3 separate regions of the Anser cygnoides genome follow, and regions 2 and 3 are each linked to region 1. The links are chromatin contacts, called in public Hi-C maps. All regions are on one chromosome and are shown on one strand. The core of a region is the stretch at or near the end of the contact, and the rest is flanking DNA. Distances in the headings are between cores, read along the strand shown.

Evidence for each region. Hi-C and Micro-C count contacts between places; a contact is called where the count stands out from the background.
Region 2: a contact with region 1 is called in a Hi-C map of granulosa cells, with 1.9 times the contacts expected there. The contact joins the promoter of TTPAL here to the promoter of YWHAB in region 1. A contact is called at or near these places in 2 of 7 Hi-C or Micro-C datasets (granulosa cells and liver).
Region 3: a contact with region 1 is called in a Hi-C map of liver, with 4 times the contacts expected there. The contact joins the promoter of AHCY here to the promoter of YWHAB in region 1. A contact is called at or near these places in 2 of 7 Hi-C or Micro-C datasets (both in liver).

The regions. Positions count from the first base shown.
Region 1 is chr16:10,561,685-10,564,509 of Taihu_goose_T2T_genome, forward strand. It overlaps YWHAB (tyrosine 3-monooxygenase/tryptophan 5-monooxygenase activation protein beta), which reads left to right and starts at 1,345. Exons shown (of 6, transcript XM_066978574.1): 1 at 1,345-1,500.
Region 2 is chr16:10,370,764-10,373,588 of Taihu_goose_T2T_genome, forward strand. It overlaps TTPAL (alpha tocopherol transfer protein like), which reads left to right and starts at 1,361. Exons shown (of 6, transcript XM_066978377.1): 1 at 1,361-1,485; 2 at 2,415-2,825. The coding sequence starts at 2,429.
Region 3 is chr16:10,707,656-10,710,480 of Taihu_goose_T2T_genome, forward strand. It overlaps AHCY (adenosylhomocysteinase), which reads left to right and starts at 1,462. Exons shown (of 10, transcript XM_013189264.3): 1 at 1,462-1,619. The coding sequence starts at 1,592.

The DNA.
Region 1 (2,825 bases), core at 95-2,594:
CCACGATCATGTAGTGCCATCGCCTGTTTGCTTCCGGTAGCTACATCAGCTGAGATCTACTGCTTCCAAAATAAAATGACAGAAAAAAATAATTACAAAAACTGAGTAATTTATCAAGATTGTATTTCTGAACGAAAGCTCTCAGTTCACGCCATGATCCTCTCCTCTACTGCAGTGGCTCCCTGTCGGCTGTCTCTTGTTCTATAGCAGGATCCTGGAGCATATCCACATGATGAGCTGCCAGGGCCGGGTACGATGGTCATGTTCCTCTGAGATATGCTTGTTTTGGGGACACGTTGAGCATGTTCATGGACCAAATGTGTCCCCGAGATAACGGCTGTCATTTCACAAAGTTTTGGAGCTCTTCTCCCAGCTCTCCCAGCACCTCCATAGCTCAGCAAGAGTGCTGGGAGCAGCCCAGGGTGCAAACCAAGGAGATGAGGCCTGTTGAGAAGAGCAGGGGAAAAGAAAGCTTGGTCCTGGGAGGAGAAACAAGAGAAAGATGGTAATAACTGCTCCAGCTGAATCAGTGCTCGTGGCTGAAGATAAAGCATGGGCACCGAGTGATTTTCCTCCTGACTTTCCAAAGTCATTGACCTTTGGACTGAGGCAAAGCAGGAAACTGCAGAAGTCCTCCCATTGCCGACAGGTCTGACAGCAGCTTTGACAGGAATGGGATTTTATCTGAGGGAGAAAATTGGATGCCAGCATCCTGTAATTGAAAGGATTTTTGCTTTTCAGCCCCAGTAACAAAGCTTTGACAGGCGGTGCTGCTACAAACTTGTGACTCAGGGAGGTCACGTCATTTTGTGTCCCACGGGATTACAGGCATTGTAGAAGTGAGTGATTTTCCTCATATTCTTCATGGAAACCAAGCTAGGCTTTCCCTCAGGCCCCCCAAAACGCCCCCTCTCCACCCCTCAGTAAATGCCACTCATTACACAAAACACCCTAATTGCACAACACTCAGCCAGCAGATAAGGATCTTGTTTATTTTCTTGGGTTTCGGTGGGGTTTTGGTTTTGTTGGTGACTGAAACCGTGCAGTCTGAACCGCGGGGAGGCCAGCACCGAGGAGGCCACCCGGATCCCGCCGGCCCACCGCCCCCAGCGCCCGCCATTTCCCGCCCCGCTCCCTCAGGGCGGGCGCCCCGCCCCCACCCCCCTCTGCGCGCCGCCGCCACCCCGCGGGCACGCGCACGAGCACGCGCCCCCCCCCCCGCTCCCCTCCCCGCGCGCGGGCGCGCGCCAACAGCCCCTCCCCTCCCCACCATCCCCCCCTGTTGCTATAGCAACCGAGAGCCGGCTGGCGCCCGGCGGCGGCTGCCCAATGGGGAGGCGGCTCTTCCCGCAACTCCCGCCCCCCGGCGCCGGAAGGGGCGTGGCCTCGGGGCCGGAAGCGGGCCCGCAGCGCCGCAGGGTGTGTGTGTGTGCGTGCGTGCGTGCGCTCCCGCCGCTTCGCCCGCCGGGATCCAGGCCGCGGTGCCGCCGCCCCCGCCAGGTGAGGCTCCCCGGGCGCCCCCCGCTCCGCCCCCCGCAGCGCCCCTCGGGGCGAGCAACGCCGCTGCGGGCCCGCGGGAGGCCGGGGCCGGGCGGGAGAGGCCGCTGCAGGCCGCGGCGGGAGGGCCCCGGGGGGTGCGGGGCGGCTCCGGGCCGCTTTTTGTGCGCCCCCCCCCCCCCCCCCCCCCCCCCTCCATCGGGCCGTGCCCCGCAGCGGTGGGGGGGGGGGCGTGTAACGGTGTGCCCCTGCCGCCCCTGCCGCTGCGGGGCCCGGGCGGGGCGGCCGCCGCCGCCTCCTCCTCCCCAGCGGCCGGCACGGCACGGCCCGGCCCCGCCCGCCTGAGCCGCCCGCGGGGCGAGGCCGGCCGCGCACACCTGTGTGGAGCCCCAGCCCCGGCCTGCCCTGCGCCCTCTCCCGCCGGGCGTTGGAGTGCTCGGCTCGGCTCTGCCGTGCTGCGGTGAGGGGAGGGAGCCGGCCTCCACCGAGGAACGATTCCGAGCCGTCTTCCTCCTCCCGACGGCTCCTGCCTTACTGAAGCCTGCCCAGGCTCCGCCGCGGGGCCCTTCTCGCGGTTTTCCCAAAATCGGGGGCGACCCACCCATCAGGCCCATTCAGCCCCCCCGGGGTGGTGCTGTTTCTATGGCAGGTCGTGTGAGCACGCTCACGTACGAACAGAGGTGATTACAGAATGCTTTAGAAGGAAACTAAATAACGATATTTTCCAATTTTAACTCCTCGTGTCCATTTGGGAATAGGGATGAGTTTAGGGAGGACTGCAAAGGGAAAGACGGCTGCTTCAAGCCACTCCCAACGTATTAGAAGGCTGGGCAGTAACCCAGAGCTAACAACCCTAGGCTTTATTTAAGGTATGTATAACTGGATGTTAATTGGGATGAGCACATTTCAGGGGGATACAGTCACTCTGTTAATACATGGGAGCAAAAATATGTCTAATGCAACCATTACAGTATAAATTGATTGCTTAAATTCTGTGTTAACAGTTAAAACAACTTTTATGGTAGTAGAAAAACAAACTGCATGTTGTGCAGCATTGTAAAAAAATAAACCCCTACATTAAAAAATGAATTTGAGAACCTTTGGGAGGTTTTGCACCATCAGTGGTTGGAACGCTTGTTTTCACACATGTGCTACTGCAGGACCTTAGTCAGAAGTTTGCTTTTGTTTTAAAGTAATAGGGAGTTGTAAACTGATCTAGAAGAGAAAAAAGAAACAATACCTCTTTCATTGGCTCTGTTTCTGCAGTCCTTTAATATCAATGTAATACTTTGTTTATCGAATCGGTACCAGTGAAGTGGTAGACTCGT
Region 2 (2,825 bases), core at 111-2,610, 190 kb before region 1:
CCCAGCTCCGAGCTGGCTGGACGCAAAATAGCGCTGGACTGGAACGCTGGCATTGGGTAAAATCAGTGTGTTTCCCTTCCCTTGAAATGTCTTCCTGCAGGTAAACACCTGCAGCATATTAAATTTGCTGACGCACTGGTGTATCTCTTGCCTGGCACGGTGTCATTACAATCTTTTCAATTTTGGAAGGGTGAATCCTCGAAGAGGAGTAAATCAGGGCGGAATCTCAGATGCGACCGAAGGGCCTGGCTTCCCACCGAGGGCTCCTGGGATTCCCACTCTTTGTCCAACTATCCTCGACTCCCTCTCCTGGCTGCAAGCACAGGCTGCAGCCCAAGCCAGGAGCAGCGCCCACTGCCCCCCAGGGACCCTCCAGGTGGGGCACAGAGCCCAGTGGGTGCTGAGCCCCTTACACCATCTCCCTCTGTCCATGGATCAGTGGGGTTAAACGTGAGCCCCTCTTTCCCTACACCCTCACTAGCCCTCCCTGCTGGACCCTTTTTAATGCAGCAAGGCTGGGGTGGGGCCATTAGTAGTAGTACACCACATTTCATGCCCCGCAGTCTGCACTCCTAGGTTTTCTGCCCTCTCAAAACACAAAGCCAGATCTCCGTTAGTGCTGTTTCTCTCCGTCCACACTAAAATCCCCATTTTGGCCCAGTTCCCCGCCCCGGGAGCTGGCTCCACTTGCCTGGACACTGCTGCGGGACCCCCCCAGCCCCTCGCGAGCAATGGCTGCTGCAGGGGGGAGCAGACAGCAGGTTGAGAGGCGGCCTCCCCGCTACGCAGCTCTGGTGGGGCCACAGCTGGAACGTGGTGTGCAGTTCTGGGCTCCCCAGTACAGGACGGACAGAGAGCTTCTAGAGAGGGTCCAGCACAGAGTCACGAAGATGATTAAGGGATTGGAGCATCTGTCTTACACGGACAGCCTAAGTGAGCTGGGCCTGTTTAGCCTAGGGAAGGGGAGATTGAGAGGGGATCTCACCAACCTCTATAAATACCTGAGGGGACCATGTAAAGAGGAGGGGGCCAAACTCTTCTCTGTGATAGGACAAGGGGTAATGGGTATAAATTGAACCACAGGAGGTTTCATCACCGTGTCAGGAAGAACTTTACAGTTTGGGTGACAGAGCACTGGAACAGGTCTGCCCAGAGGGGTTGTGGAGCCTCCTCCTCTGGGGACACTCAAAACCTGACAGGATGCGACCCTGCTCCTGTGTGACACGCTCTGGGTGACCCTGCTGCGGCAGGGGCCGGACCAGAAGATCCCTGGAGGCCCCTTCCCACCTCAGCCCTCCTGCAGCTCCCTGACCCCACACAGGAGCCGGCCCGGCCCCGCTCCCATCCCCGCGGCCACACGGGGGGGCCCGCTCCCGGCTCTCCGGGCTCCGAGCGGGGCCGGGCCGGGCACGGCGCTTCCTGGCGGCCGCTTTGGTTCCGGGGCGCCGCTGCCTGGAGACGGCGCTGCCGAGCGGGGCCGCTCCGGTACGGCCGGGCCGGTGGGTTTGGGGCCGAGAGGGATGGAGGCATGGAGGGAGGGATGGAGGGGCCGCAGGAGCACGGGCAGCGGAGGCCAGGTCCTCCCCGGGGAGGCTGGAGGCTGGCAGCCCCGCGGCCGGTCCCCGTGTCGCAGCGCTGTGAGCAGGAGCAGCTCGGGGGTGGGAGGGAACACGGCTTGTTGTCCCCTCTTGTCGTCCCCTCCCGGCCCCAGGTGAGGCTGCGGGAGGCCGGCCGGGCTCGTGGCCGTGCTGTTTGGCACGCAGCTCGCTGCTGGGTCTGGGAACCGAAGTGAGGATGAGCAGCGGCCTGCCTCGGTGTCCCCGCGGCGCTGGGTGACACCCGCGAGCGGTTCTCTCGCCTGTCCGCTGCAGGCCGAGCCTGTGCCCCGACCTGCGTGCTCTTGGGGTGCTGCTGTGCCGCCCAGTCCTGTGCGCGGATGCCCAGCCGATGGGGGGTTTTGCCAGAGAAGCTCACACAATGTCCTGGCTGGGTCTGCCTGGGAGAGCTTCTCAGAAGAGTGTAATTTGACTGTTTTTTGGTACAGAATCCAGCAATCCTGCCTAACCAGGACACGTTCGCTTTGCTTCAGTTTCCAGTTGGATGTAGGAAATACACGTTAAGGCAAATTAAATTCTGTGTTTTGCAGTGGAGCTGCGTAGTTCTTGTATTAATTCTTTTTGGATTTGGCTAGGTTGTTTTGTACCTGCTATGCAGGATAAAGAGATTAGAGGACCTGCACTTTCTAATCCCAGGAAGAGAATTAGAATGGCTGGGCTGTTCTGGCGGTAGTGCTGGTTCTTGCAAGGATTGACTCTTTGGCAGGGAAATGGAGGGATGCGGGACGTAAGAAGTATGTAAATATTGAATAGTAGTCCATGGGACTGTTTGTCACTTGTAAGCTTGTTTTTTGACAGATTCCTGCCACATCATGTCAGGAGACAGCGACTGCACAAGGACAAGTCCATCAGCAGGGTCTCCATCCGACAATGAATTCTTGCCGGATCGGCCCAAGTATGTTTGCTCGCTGTCTCCTGATCTCATTACCAAAGCCCGCGAAGAGCTCCAAGAGAAACCTGAATGGAGGCTCCGTGACGTGCAGGCACTCCGAGATATGGTGTGCAAAGACTATCCCTCCCTGGGGACGTGCCTGGACGATGCTTTTTTGCTAAGATTCCTCAGAGCCAGGAAATTCGATTACGATCGAGCGCTTCAGCTTCTGGTGAACTACCACACCTGTCGGAGGAGCTGGCCCGAGGTCTTCAACAATTTGAAGCCGTCCGCAATAAAGCCTGTCCTAGAGTCTGGTTTTGTCACTGTGCTGCCTC
Region 3 (2,825 bases), core at 212-2,711, 150 kb after region 1:
CTGCAGGATAACAAAAAATGTTTTTATAAATATATTAATGGCAAGAGGAGGGCCAAAGAGAATCTCTGTGATTTACTGGACACAGTGGGGAACATCACCACTAAGGATAAGCAAAAGGCTGAGGTTCTTAATGCCTTCTTTGCATCTGTCTTTACCAGCCAGACCACTTATCCTCGGGGTACTCAGCCTCCCGACCTGCAAGTCTGGGACGGGGAGCAGAAGAACCTCCGCACAGTTCAGGTGGAAACAGTTGAGACCTGCTGCTCCACCTGGACTGTCACAAGTCCATGAGGCCAGATAGGATCCACCCAAGGGTGCTGAGGGAGTTTGCTGAAGGACGTGATTGCTGGGCCGCTCTCCATCATCTATTAGTGGTCATGGTGGAGGCTTGCTAACGTGACGCCTGTCTATAAGAAGGGTCATAAGGAGGACCCAGGGAACTACAGGCCTGTCAGCCTGACCTCGGTACCAGAAAGGGTGATGGAACAGGTCATCTTCAGTGCAGTCATGCAATGTATGTAGAACCACCAGGGAATCAGGCCCAGTCAGCATGGGTTCATGAAAGGCAAATCCTGCCTGACCAACCTCATCTCTTTCCATGACCAGGTGACCCGCCTGGTGGATGAGGGAAAGGCTGTTGACGTAGTCTGCCTAGACTTCAGCAAGGCCTTTGACACACTCTTCCATAGTATTCTCCTGGAGAAGCTGGCAGCCCATGGCTTGGACAGGTACACTCTGTGCTGGGTTAAAAACTCGCTTGATGGCCAGGCCCCGAGTGTGGTGGTGAACAGAGTGACATCCAGCTGGTCACCAGTGGTGTTCCCCAGGGGTTGGTGTTGGAGCCCATCCTCTTTAATATCTTTATTGATGACTTGGATGAGGGAATTGAGTGCACCCTCACTACGACTGCAGATGACACCAAGTTGGGGGAAGTGTTGATCTGCCAGAAGGTAGGAAGGCCCTGCAGAGGGACCCGGACAGGGTGGGCAGAGGCCAATGGGATGAGGTTCAACATGGCTCAGTGTCAGGTCTTGCACTTGGGGCACAACAACCCCATGCAGCACTACAGGCTTGGGGCAGAGTGGCTCGAAAGCCGTTCAGAGGAAAAGGATCTGGGGGTGCTGATTGATGCTCGCCTCAACATGAGCCAGCAGTGTGCCCAGGTGGCCAGGAGGGCCAGCAACATCCTGGCTTGTATCAGGAATAGTGCAGCCAGCAGGGCCAGGGAGGTGACTGTGTGGGGAACGCCCCAGGCCAGCCGGCCGGGGAGCACAGCCCGCTCTGCGCCCACAGCGGCTCCGCGGCCAGCTCTGCTTTGGGGCCTGGGGCCTGCTCCGGGCCGGCGGCGCTCCAAGGCCGGTCCTGGCGATGGCTGGTGGCCGGGCCGGGCCGCTCCAACTACCGGCGGGCATCGGATCTGGGGGGTCGCCACTGCCCCGGGGGCCCGCAGAGCCCCCCCGGGGCCGCTTCCCCGGCTCACGCGAGCCGGTGCGGCCCCGCCCCGCGCACACACACGGCGGCGCCGCCTCTGCTTAAAGCGGGCCCGCGGCCGGCGCCGCCTCCTCTTCCGGCGGCCGCGGTGCCCGGCAGCATGTCGGACAAGCTGCCCTACAAAGTGGGTGAGTGCGCCCCGCGGGCTCGGCGCCGCCACGCTCCGGGAGGCGGCCGCGCCGGGGCTCCGCCGGCCGGGGGCTGCGGCTGGATGCGGCCGCCGGGGGAAGATGGCAGCTGCCGGGGGGCGCGGGCGGGGAGCGCCCGGCGGAATCGGAGCCTGGGAAGCCCCTGGGAGCTGCGGGAAGGGGCTGCGCGGCCAAACGGCAGCGAGGAGGAGCTGGGGAGCCCTCGGGCGGGCTGAGCGGGCTTCCCGAACCGCCGGGGCTCGGTGCGGGGAAGCACGAGTGCGGTTTCCGCCTGTGCTCGTGCTGCCCGCCTGCCCCGGGGCCCCCGCAGCCCTGCGCCAGCTTTGCCTCCCCTCCGGGAGCCCTGCGCCGGGCACTGCGAAGGGAAAGTGCCCTTAAATCTGGGGCCTATCTTACTCACCCCTCAACGATTTTAGTGGGTAGGTTTGTAATCTTGAACCTTCATGTAAATGGCAACAACGATAACCAACGCAAACAAAAAAAAAACCCACTCATTTTTCTAAAGAGTTTTGTGGTCTTTGAAGATTAAGACCAGAAACACTAGCCCATAAGGTTCTAGTTCATAAAAACAATTTGCCTTGGAGGAAAGAATGTGAGAGCTACAAACCTGAAATACTCCAGGAGATTCTTTTAGCAGCCCCTGGTAAGACTGCTGAGCTTTTAAGATGGGTGAGATTAAAGAAAGTCCCTGCCCACCCCTGTCATCATCATTTCAATGCCCATCCATTTCCTAGGCTTTTTCAGACCTGGTTGCTGTAATGGCCAGGCCCTGGAGCTTCAGTGGGCCCTGGGCTTCATTCTGGGATAAAATGCAATTAGCTTGTCAGTATGAACCTGGGCACTCTGGCTTGGTGTTCCTGAGTGCTCTCCAGGGCCCATTTTCACTAGGTAGCTGAATGAAATATAGCTGACCATGTTTGTAATGAAACAGTAAGCTCCTGAAATCTCTGGAAGAGATTTAAAAAAAAAAAAAAGTGTCAGGGCCTTTTGGCACTGAATGATGCTGAGGGGTAGAGCACCTGGGTGTTAGCCATTTGGCCCTTGATCTTGTAGGTGAGGCTGGAGTCTGTATACTGTGTATACTGTATACCTGTATGCAGGTGCAGTATTTTCAACCCCGAGCTAGACTGTTGGAAACCTTTTGTACAGACCTGTGACTAATGATGCTTCAATAATTATCTCTGT